Regions from separate parts of the Mus musculus genome. Here regions 2 and 3 are each linked to region 1. The links are chromatin contacts, called in public Hi-C maps. All regions are on one chromosome and are shown on one strand. The core of a region is the stretch at or near the end of the contact, and the rest is flanking DNA. Distances in the headings are between cores, read along the strand shown. Region 1 has its middle 24 kb from the start of Gm40863. Region 2 has its middle 51 kb from the start of Mboat1. Region 3 has its middle 27 kb from the start of Mboat1.

What was found. A called contact is a pair of places that touch in the nucleus more often than the background predicts.
Region 2: a Hi-C map of CD8 T cells shows a contact between it and region 1, with 6 times the contacts expected there. The contact joins two enhancer-like sites. A contact is called at or near these places in 10 of 39 promoter capture datasets (the 3T3-L1 cell line, the C10 cell line, embryonic stem cells and 4 more), 10 of 15 datasets of contacts at CTCF or cohesin (CD8 T cells, the G1E-ER4 cell line, the NIH/3T3 cell line and 6 more), 312 of 484 Hi-C or Micro-C datasets (the 3T3-L1 cell line, 3T3-L1-derived adipocytes, the 4T1 cell line and 151 more), 52 of 115 datasets of contacts at active chromatin or transcription factors (CD4 single positive thymocytes, CD8 T cells, the SCID.adh cell line and 31 more) and 4 of 9 other capture datasets (adipose tissue, embryonic stem cells, embryonic tail and 1 more).
Region 3: a Hi-C map of CD8 T cells shows a contact between it and region 1, with 4 times the contacts expected there. The contact joins two enhancer-like sites. A contact is called at or near these places in 10 of 39 promoter capture datasets (the 3T3-L1 cell line, the C10 cell line, embryonic stem cells and 4 more), 10 of 15 datasets of contacts at CTCF or cohesin (CD8 T cells, the G1E-ER4 cell line, the NIH/3T3 cell line and 6 more), 315 of 484 Hi-C or Micro-C datasets (the 3T3-L1 cell line, 3T3-L1-derived adipocytes, the 4T1 cell line and 150 more), 48 of 115 datasets of contacts at active chromatin or transcription factors (CD4 T cells, CD4 single positive thymocytes, CD8 T cells and 31 more) and 4 of 9 other capture datasets (adipose tissue, embryonic stem cells, embryonic tail and 1 more).

What each region holds. Positions count from the first base shown.
Region 1 is chr13:30,256,947-30,260,712 of GRCm38.p6, forward strand. No RefSeq gene overlaps it. Among named protein-coding and RNA genes, the nearest start is that of Gm40863, 24 kb to the left of the region's middle. Within about 2 kb of position 2,120, at least 31 of the 459 cell types and tissues checked have an H3K27ac peak or open chromatin away from gene starts, as enhancers often do. A contact at or near this core is called in the Ba/F3 cell line, CD8 T cells, the SCID.adh cell line and 6 more, where this site is marked.
Region 2 is chr13:30,083,424-30,087,189 of GRCm38.p6, forward strand. No RefSeq gene overlaps it. Among named protein-coding and RNA genes, the nearest start is that of Mboat1, 51 kb to the right of the region's middle. Within about 2 kb of position 1,773, at least 92 of the 459 cell types and tissues checked have an H3K27ac peak or open chromatin away from gene starts, as enhancers often do. A contact at or near this core is called in the Ba/F3 cell line, CD8 T cells, the SCID.adh cell line and 6 more, where this site is marked.
Region 3 is chr13:30,107,574-30,111,339 of GRCm38.p6, forward strand. No RefSeq gene overlaps it. Among named protein-coding and RNA genes, the nearest start is that of Mboat1, 27 kb to the right of the region's middle. Within about 2 kb of position 1,633, at least 42 of the 459 cell types and tissues checked have an H3K27ac peak or open chromatin away from gene starts, as enhancers often do. A contact at or near this core is called in CD8 T cells, where this site is marked.

The DNA of each region.
Region 1 (3,766 bases), core at 870-3,369:
GTAATCAAGATAATGCAGATCCACTGGCCAAACAGCTGATCTAGACACGGAGACACCCCTCGCAGCGGAGTCTAGATTGTGTCATGCTGACAATTAAAACTAAGGAAGATACCAAGCAGCACTTACCAGACATACATTTATTGATTATTTATTTATTGCCAACGTGATCATTGTGGGGGGAAAATTACAGAGGAAACACAATCCTCCCCCCTCAGCCTGCCCTCAGCTCGCTGGCTCTGCTTTGTTTTCTGCGGTTATCACTCTGACAGTTCTCCATGTGGAATCTGGATGTCAGCTTGCGGCAGATATGCCACATTATAAGCCTTTCTGCATGTTACTCTATAACTTCCTGAGTATTTTTAAAGTTAGCTTTATTCATTTTGTGTGTTATTGTGTGTGTAACAAGTGAGCACAGGCGCGATGGGGCCACGGCCAGCACGTGAAGCGTGTAAATGAGATTTTCATGGGTTCAAGAAATAATTCCCTGATGTTTGAGCACTTGATTAATGGTTCATTTATTGAAAATTAATTCTAGAAAAAAAAATAGAAAATACAGATGTTAAAGCACCGTTTGCCTCAAGGCCAGCCAGCATTTTACCGTACTTCTAGGTTTTCATTTTATTATTTTAGTTTTTATTTTTGTCTGTGCCTTTGGAGACACATTTCTTTTTACAGAAGTCTGACACACCCCGAGCTTGTAGGGACATCTCATGCCGAGGGATCTCCCATCCATTTCTGCTCCAGTGAGCATGATAGAGAGTGGAAGCAGAGGTTGCTGAAAGAACTGCCTGGCTTCAGTGGGCCTACTATGTGCTGACTTTTGGCAGGGTCAGTCAATCACAAGCCTTCGCTGTTTAACTATAGCTTACTGGCCATCACCACTTGGGGACGGAGCTTCCCGGAGTCATCCAGTTGCCCCAAGCAGAAATGGGCTGTTTATTTGCTCTCTCAACAGGCAGGTGCATTTGTACAGGGAAAATGGACCCTCAGGGCAAAGCAGGCCTTTTAATCCACTACCTCCAAACCAACCAGGTGCTGAGAGAATGATTAGTAATTCATCGTTTCAATAAAAACATTAGAGAAAAGAGCCTCAGCAGAGAATACTAATAACCTATTGCAAACCTTCAGCTTATATTCAAGGCCAGCTGGGGTTATGCAGTGCGACTTTCTCTCAAAGATCAAAACAAAATTAAACTGACAACCTATAAACATATTTTGACACTAGTAGAATCCAGCGGTCCAAAGTATGTACAATTAATTTTCATGGTCATATTTTATCACTGGTCAACAAAGCTGAAGGGGAAACTCTGAGGGGCTGCATAACATAATGCCGTCCTTTAAAAACCCTATAGGTGGAACAACAATATGAACTAACCAGTACGCTCGTGTTTCTAGCTGCATATGTAGCAGAAGATGGCCTAGTCGGCCATCATTGGGAAGAGATGCCCCTTGGTCTTGCAAACTTTATAAGCCCCAGTACAGGGTAACGCCAGGGCCAAGAAGTGGGAGTGGGTGGGTAGGGAAGCACGGCGGGGGGAGGGTATAAGGGACTTCCGGGATAGCATTTGAAATATAAATGAAGAAAATATCTAATAAAAAAATTGGATGAAAAAAAAAAAAAACACCTCACTTCTAAGAACTCGAAACAGTGATTTGCAAACTGGGGGCCTTCCCCCTACCCCTTTCTTTCTTTACGAAGACAAAGACACACACACATAACGTTGCCTGGCCGATCTCTTACCTGGACAAGGATGATTTTAAGCTTTTGATCCTCCTGCCTCCACTTCCTTCGTGCTGGGATTATAGTGCTAGTGTATGCGGTGCTGGGGATGGAATCCACGGCTTCCTGCAGGCCACGGGAACTCCACTACTGAGCTATGTCCCCAGATGCAAATTGGGTTCTAATGGTAACCCCTCACCCATACCGGTAAGCAAAGGCCATAGCCGGCTCTAAAGGCTAACGTGCATGTGACACATACACTCACAGCGGCAGTGTGGTCTTCAATTACAGCAGAAAGCGCGAATAGTATTCCCAGAAGAGAGCAGTTAAACCCAGACATGCTGCCTTTGGGACTTTGCTGAATCAGCTTCCTGTGAGTCCGAAGCAGCTACTGTCGGAGAACAACAACAAGGAGTGAGGAGGAAGTGCTTCAAAGTACCAAGTGTGTGTGAGAGCGGACCCAGGGCAGTGGTGTGGCAAACTTAGTTTTGATTTGAAACAGGGGCTCCTGTTGCCCCAGCTGCCTTGACTTTCCTGGGCACGAGAATGCTCCTGCCTCAGTTTCCCCTGCACTTGGGACTACACTGGCTTTTGCTTTCACAAAGCGGCCTGGGAAAGAGGAGTGAGAGATTCTTAATGGTTAATGGTTAATGGTTTCCTAGCTTCTAAGCTTCAGTGTGTGTGTGTGTGTGTGTGTGTGTGTGTGTGTGTGTGTGGTGTCTTGCATGTGCCATGTAGTATGTATGGAGATCAGAGTACAACTCTGTAGACTCGGTTCTCTCCTTCTACCTTTGTGTGAGTTCTGAGTACTTGGGTAAGGAGAATTCTGTATATTGCGGGTTTGGGGTGGAGAGATGGTTGGACCGATAAGAACTCTCGCTGCTCTTTCAAGAGGATTGGTTTCTAGCACTCACACCATGCAATGTAATTCACAACCATCTGTAATGCTAGCTTTAGAAGATCAGAAACCCTTTACAGGCGTCTGAAGGTATGTGCATGCGCGCGCGTGTGCACACACACACACACACACACAGAATGTAAATCTTTATATTTTTATTTTATGTATATGAATGTTTGCCTGCATGTGCACCACGTGTGTTCACCTTGCCCAAGAAGCCAGAAGAAGGTTTGAAACTGGAGGTAGAGATAGCTTTGAGCCGCCATGCAGGTGCTTGGAACAGAATCCAGCTCTTTGGCAAGAATAGCAAACACTCCTGACCCCTGAGCCACCTCTCCAGCTCCCAAAACAAGTCTTTTTTAAAGGAAAGCACTTCTATCCTTCTGAGCCATCCCCTTGGCTGGCCCTCAGCCTAACTTAAAATCTACACCTTGCAGTGTAGGTTTGAGAGGAAGCAATCCCAGAGTACCTCTCCTGCTTATGACCTATCTCAGCACAGGCCAGCTACCAATCATTGCTTGAATGCGATTTCTCTGAAGCGGTGTGAAGTAGCGACCTCTTGTGGCCATTTGCAGTAATTTCGATGGCTCTTGTTGAATTGCCAGCCCAGCGTTCCTTTATGGCTTGGACACTCTTTAACCTCTCTGCTGCCCCTTTTGAACTGTAACTGCTAGTGAAATGCTGAAAAAATGATGACCCCCCCCCCAGTCGCCTCTTCCTTCGTTAGTTACAAATAAAAACAGGATGGTGGGTAGACCTAAAATACCAGACGCACTGGAGGTGGCACCAGCTACAGGTTAAGGTTTATGCTTTGAGTTTGCTGTGTGACCTTGGAGAACTTGAACAGCCTCTCTGTACCCTTCCTGTTAGGTGAGTCAGTAACTCATGTGAGGGTTAAATGAGATAGTTTGAGGAACTGATTCAAAGATTTCTGCAGTGATTGTATAGTTTAAATACATCATGAGATTCTGTTGTTCTGACCTGTAAGAGGGAGAGGTAAGATGGCCACAAGTTGCTTGTGTTTTATCCTTTTATAATTTGTTACTTTGTGTCCCACTCCGAGCCTCTTCCTTCCAGGAGGGCCCTCCCCAGTCTGTGGTTGTTAGTGCTAGCTCACTTATTTGGGTCTGCAACTTTGTGGAAAGCGG
Region 2 (3,766 bases), core at 523-3,022, 170 kb before region 1:
TTGTATAGTTTATAAAATATCAACAAGGGCCTTCAGATGGGAGAAACTGACATTACAAGTTTCACTATTTTCCTTCAAACGTGGTTTCCCATCAATTCAACAGGGATTAAGTGTATATGTGTATCATTAATTGTGTTAAGCATTTTGGAAATCATTAAAAGAAGTTTAAGACAATCTTGAGTTGTCTATGGACATGAGTAATGATTCTACATCTTCCAAAGGTTTTGTGTTTTTTAGATTATATAGCTGGGGCGTATGAAGAAGGAGATGAAGAGACTGGCCTCTGAGCAATGATGCTGACAACAGAGATGGAGGGTTGTAGGATCTGGATCCTGCCTGGCAGATTAAGCACACACTGTAGGACAAATTGTGGTTGACTGAAGACAAGAGCTCCTCAGGTTGCGCAGAATTTTCAGACATTTGTTACTCAGAAAGCTGGGCAGTTCACAGTTTTAGTCTTGGGCCCAGGCCTTAATCTGTGTCTATGTCATGACAGTGGGGACGGTGGAGGGAAGTGGGTAAATCTATAAATCTTAAAACACTAGAAAGGGTTGGGGTGTTCTTTCCAACAGAGCTGTGTGGTACACCCACGCCCCCAACTTCTGTATGTAAGCCATTCCTTCTAAATGAGGTCTACCCAAGTACCCTAAAAAAACAAACCAAAAAAACCCGAAACCCATTATCAGTCCTCGCAAGCCTAACCATTATCAGTCCCCGCAAGCCTCCATATCCTGCTCTACGTTCTTTCCCATAGTGCTTATCTTCTTGCTTCAAAGCATTCTTGACTGCCTGGAATGCCTGCTGTTTACTGTCACCTCCTCGCTAGAATGCAAGCCCACCATGTTAGGAACCATTGGTTATTTTGTGCATGGACAGATAGTAGGTGCTCAGCAGATATTTGAAAACTCACTAATAATGGCTCTGATTAGCATTCACAGAGCAGATCCCGGACCCTGACACACCAAGCAACGTCAAATAGTTACCGTCCCTTGATGAAGTAAGACAATTCTTGTTTGCCATTTCAGAAAGAAGGAAACAGGACCACAGACAGGTTAGGAGGAACCAAGGTTGCCTATAAAACTAGTAAAAAAGTGGTACCATGGTCCAGACACGAAAATACTTCTCAACTCAGAAATATGGATCCCAGAAAGCAAGAATGAGCAAGCTACTGGGGACTGGCTGGCACTTGGAAGCCAGATGGTTTTGGATCGGCAGGTCTAAATCCTTAGCTAACTGTGTCAGAGGAAGCCATTTTAAGGAGTACATTCTCCATGAAAAACCTGGCAAGACACAGAAAAACATAGAGGCGAGGAAAGGGCTTTTATAGAGTAATACAAGTGAGAATTATACTCAAGTTTTTCATTTCTCAGTAATTAGATTCCGTTTAAATTCACATCTTTAAAAAAGGTGAATGCAGGCTGAATTTCCCTTATCCCATATTTTGGGTAAAATGTACCTAAAATAAAATCTACCTAATGTTAGCAAATTACTAACATCTCTTCATGTAAGTAATTAATTTGGTTTCTGTTTTGCCCTGCAGATGGGACAATTTATTATTACTGCTAATAAATCTCTAGGAATTAATTGTTGAGATGGGATTAACAACCCCAAAATGGTTGGAAGAAAATCTTAATTTGGATCATGTTTTCCTAACTCTGTCAGCAGCTTCTGATTATAAAAATAGTCTCAACCCCCTTAGGCGGGACTTACTCTTCCGGTGTCTGCGGAGGGCAGGGTGACCTTTCACTCGCTTTTGATGACCGCCCTCTTGTGGTGGATCGTGAGGATGCACGCCTAGCTCCAAGGTTCTTTGTGAGAGAGCCCAGCCCCGCGTGGTCTAGAATATTCTGGGATCTCCCTGGTGAAGATTTCCTTGCTCCCCTCTTCTTCTCGGGGAGTCTGTAATGTTCTGTAAACACAAGGACAAATATATTGCTGTTGTTTCTATATTGTATTTTTGACTGTTTATTTTTGTGGCAACTGCTGTTACTGTGGCCAATTTTAGTCGTAATTATTTTCCTCTTCCTGCTTTACAGAGGGTTGTAAGAAAATGTGAATAGAAGAAAATCAAGAAGGCTAAAGGGATTTCTTCTCATCCACGCTTTTAACTTCACTCCACCAAATGGCTGCGATAGTTTTTGTTTGTTTTGTTTGTTTGTTTGTTTGTTTTTCTTTCCTTAAAAATACAAGGTAAAACCAAACAGAAACCTGGAGGTGGAGAGTGGTAGCACAGGCTGGTGTCTAATCTCAGCACTTGGAGGATCTCAAGTTCGGGCCTAACCAGGGCTACATAATAAACAAATGGACAAAATGCCAAAGGATGATAGATACATAGTTACGCCTGAGAAATAACAGGCTTGAGATTGTAAATTCTCTCACTTAGCAGTTGCTTTAAGTTTTAAGGTTCTAAACCTTAGGAGAGGTCGAACATCAGATATCCTGTATGTCAGCTATTTACATTATGATTCACAACAGTAGCATAGTTACAGTTATGGAGTAGCAACAAAAATAATTTTATGTTTGGGAATCACCACACCATGAGGAACTGTGTTAAAGGGTCACAGAATCAGGAAGGTTGAGAAGCGCTGCCTTGATGTTAAAGAGAAAGTATAAAGCTGACAGAGGAACGGCATTTGTATCAACTCTTCTACAGGGTCTCTCATGCACAGACACTGTGTATAATGTCTCTTGGAAATGTAAACCTATGGTCCTAGCTACAGCTGAGCTTATTTAATGGGTGTCACTTAAATTTTACTTAAGCAAGGGACAATGTCTCTATATACACACACACATATATATATAATATATATGCATGTATATACATATATAATATAAACACATACAATATATACATATATAATATATACTATATAATGTTTTTATTATTGAAAAGTTCATACATGTATATAACATTCAATCAATAACATCCACCTCCCTTCCTCCACCTGGACCCCCCAGACCCACTCCTACCTAATTTCGTATCCCCTCTTTTCTAGCCCACTGATTACTATTTGTGCTGCCCATATGTGAGCGGGTGTGAGACCATCCACTGAAGCACTGTTGTCGTACTATAGATCACACTTGTCTTTGTTAGGGTTTCTGTTGCTGCGATGTTGTTGCCATGGCCAAAAAGCAAGCTGGGGAAGAAAGGGTTTCCTTAGCTTGTACATCTACATTGCTGGTCACCACTGGAGGATGTCAGTGCAGGAACTCAAGCAGGATAGGAACCTGGAGGCAGGAGCTGATGCAGAAACCATAGAGGGGTGCTGCTTATTACTGGCTTGCTTCCCAGGGCTTGTTCAGCCTGCTTTCTTACAGAACTCAGGACCACCAATCTAGGGATGGCAACACCCATAATGGGCTGGGCCCTCTCCCATTGATCACTAGTCGAGAAAATGCTTTACAGTTTGATCTCATGGAGGCATTTCCTCAAGGGAGACTCCTTCCTCTCTAAAGACTCTAGATTGTGTCAAGTGACCTAAAAACCACCCAGTACAACACCTCTAAAAATAATTCTCTCCTTTCTAAGCAGCTATCAACTGTCAAACAGTCTTCAGCTACGTGTGAGGTCTTGGAAGCCCCTTCATTCTTCATGATAGGGTACTGAATGGCTCAATCTTAGCATCCACAGATGCTGTGATTTCATGAGCGCAGGGGGCATCCTGGCACCTCCAGAAGATACTGTTTCACCTTGCCCCAGTCCCCAGGCTGGCACTTCACTGTTTCTCTTCCCTCTTCTGCCATGCTACCTACAGCCTTATGGCAA
Region 3 (3,766 bases), core at 383-2,882, 150 kb before region 1:
CCTCCAAATACTGCCACTCCTTACAGGCAAAGCATTCAAACATATGAGTCTGTGTGAACCATTCTTATTTAAACCACCACAAGGTGTGTCATTGGGTGGATTTGAGGTTTCCAAAGCTCACACCAGGTCCAGTCTCTCAGGATGGGGATCCCAGCTACTTCTCCAGTCACGTGTGCCACCATACTCCTCAACTACGTGATAAGGGACGGAACCTCTGAAACTGTAAGCAATTCCCCAATTAAATTCTTCCTTTTGTAAGAGTTGCCTCAATCATGGTGCATCCTCACAGCAATAGAACAGTGCCTAAGTCCCCCAACTCTCTTTTCTTCTTCTGTGGCGAGACAGGGCCTCAAGTTGCTCAGGCTGCCCTCAAACTTGCTGTGTAGTTTGGGATAACCTTGAACTCCTAATCCTTCTGTGTTTGCTTCCTGAGGGTTGGGAGTGTAGGTATGAGTCATGACGCCTAGTTTATGGGGCACTGGAGATGGAATCCAAGGTTTTATGCATACTGGGCAAACACTACACCAAATACCCATATCTTGTTTATGGTCTATTGATAAGAATACTTTCTTGTCACCCAAAAGGTGAAATCTGATTTCACATTTTGAAATTACTTAATGCTGCTGCCCATGGGCTTGTGGTCATCTGAGGATAGGTGATCTAGTTGCCTGCTACTCCTGTACTCAAGGAGTCCCTGTGGCACCTGGGATCTATAGGAACAGCCTAGCCTTGCAAAGCTCTATCCATCTGCTAACAGCTGCTCACAGATGCCTGTACCTTACAGGTTGGGGTAGATACTCCAGTTAGACACAGAGAAGACACCAATGTAAGACTGAACCAGAAGAAGGCTCAGAGTCATTTGAGAAGAGGAATCTTGGGTAGCTGCAGTAAGATTTAGAGGTAAGAGTAATCAGTGTGTGTGTACAGGAGAGGGAGAATTAATCCTCTAAAGCATGAGGTTATGGGTTGGACATCTTACCCACCCTATAAGGCAGGGCCCAGAAGCCTCCATGAGCTAGCATTAAGGGCTGAAACTATCCTCCGAATGTTGAACTGTTATCTTTTTCCAGAGTGAACTGTTCACGTTTCTAGCTTGACTACCTTTATGGGCTTCTGGATGTGCCATCACCCACAGTGAAATAGGTAGCAAAAGGCAAAAGACTTCCTAGGAAGGTGCCAGATGTTACCAGAAGCTTGGGTTGCAGAGAAAACACTAAAGCAGGGCCCTGAGACCATGCTTTCTTCTAGGATGTCTTCAAACGCACGATTACCACCTTACTTGACTCTGAACCCTTTGACAAGGTGCTCATGACTTCTCCTTCTCTGCCTTCTCTCCCCATTTAAAGATTCCAGCAGGGCCAGCTGAGATAGATTCATCTCCCCTCTAGTGATGATCCACCCACTCACCCACTCACCCATCCATCCACCCACCCACATCCATCCATCCATCCATCCACCCACCCACCCACCCATCCACCCACCCACCCATCCATCCATCCATCCGTCCATCTATCTTTCCCCATCTGTTATTAATGATTTTGTGTATGAGTGCGGGAGGGCTCAAGGACAGATCACTCCCTGCTAGCCTCTGTATAGTGACTCATCTGGGGGTGGAGCTCGAGGTGAGCCACACCTGAGAAATGTGCCTTTTGAGTACTGAAGGCTTTGCACTTGATTTAACTATTTCAAACAAGGTAACTGGGGTAATGAGAACAAAACTGCTGTTGACATTTCCTCATATCATACTAGGAACTTAGAAGGAGTTCCTTCGCCCTCCTCTCCCCTCCTCCCCCTTCTTCTCCCAAGCCTCTCCCATTCAATCTATGTTCCTTAGCTCATTTCCTGCAGGGTGATTTCAGGTTCAACCTGTTTTTAAGTTTATGAATCATATCAGTGACTCAAAGCCAACTTGGGTGAAAAAAAGTTAGCTTCTATAAGAAACCAAACCTAGAAAGGAATGTGGGATCTTATTCTCAGAACCTTTGGCAGACACCCACTAAAGCATTATTCATTTATTGATTCAGCAAAAATATGCTGTGGGCACACTCAATGACACTGTGTAGGAAGGCAATTAAAAGCTTTTATCTGAATTATCTGAATGCCACTAGGTTGTCTTTATAGATATATATTAAATAAATATAAATAAAATGTGGTATATATACATATATATAAATATAAATTATATATATATAAGCACAGAGTGGAACCATACTCAAAAGTACTGCAAACTATAAACCAGTCAAGAGAGGGCCAGGCATGGTGATATATGCTTTAATCCCAGCACCTAGGAGGCAGAGGCAGAGGCAGAGGCAGAGGCAGAGGCAGAGGCAGAGGCAGAGGCAGAGGCAGAGGCAGAGGCAGAGGCAGAGGCAGAGGCAGAGGCAGAGGCAGAGGCAGAGGCAGAGGCAGAGGCAGAGGCAGAGGCAGAGGCAGAGGCAGAGAGGCAGAGGCAGAGGCAGAGGCAGAGGCAGAGGCAGGAGGCGGAGGCACACAGGTCTCTGTGAGTTTTCGGCCAGTCTGGTCTCACCCTAAGTCACAGGCCAGATATCCTACTTCATCGATCCTTGCCTGGCTACATTCATTGCGGCTCTAGTTGCAATAGATAAGAAGTGCATAGAACACAAATACAAATATACTTCAAGTGCTGAAGCAATGTGACTCAATGTGGAATGCTATTCAGTTGTTAAGAAAAATGAAATCATGAATAGATTTAGAAAAAAAATTATCCTGAGTGAGATAACCCAGACCTGGAGAGACAAATATGGTATCAAATACGATATGTTTTCCCTTATCTAGAACTGGAGGATCAGGCAGAGAAGGGGCTAGAACTGGAGGATTAAGTGGAAAAGAGGGACCTGGGAAGGAATATGGGGAGAGTCACTTAAAATTAAGGGCCATTTGAGGGATTGTATGGAAATTTAATATGGTAGAAGCTTCACAAATAAATACATATTTAAAGGCAATCTAAATGAAATTGCCAAATAAAGGGGGAGACACAGGCCCAGCCAGACATCTCTTGTCACTAAATGAAGCTTCCAATGCTAGAAATTGGTTACATCTCATTGAATTGTTGGCCAAAGGAGTCCCATGTTTTATACAAATTGATGGCAAAGCTGTATTGCTGAAGACAACGCCTACCCGAAATTAAGCTGGTGCCTATCCAGAGCCTTCATCCCTATGGGTAAGTGTTCTTGGTACTGGAAGAATTTTGGTATTTTTTACGACCTAAGGAGAAAAATAAACACTAACTGCCAATCCTTCCATCTAAAGTGGTGTTCTGCCTATCAGATATGTTAGTGGATTAGGGATGGGTATGTGTGTCCACTTCTCGTCTCAGCTCTAGGACCCCCATCTGGTGCAGATTACTGCAGGCCCTGCGTACGCCGCCTCAGTCTCTGTGAGCTCATAGGTGTGTTGGTCATGTTGTGTTTGCAAGGTCTTGTTTCCTTGGGGTCCTCCATCCCCCCTGGTCTCCTCTTCTGCAGGGTTCCCTGAGCCATGAAGGGAGGATTTGATGGAGACATCCTATTTAGGGCTGAGGGTTCCAAGGTCTCTCTTAGCATAGTGTCTGGCTGTGAGTGTTTGCTCCCATCTGCTGCAGGAGAAAGCTTCTCTGACGATGGCTGAACTTAAGGCACGGCTCTATGAGTATACCAAAATGTCATTAGGTGTCATTTTACTGTTAGGTTCTTTAGTAGAGCAGTAGTTTTGGTTTTACTCTAGGTTTCTGGGCTATTTATCTGGTCTCAGGTTCTTGGTTATCCAA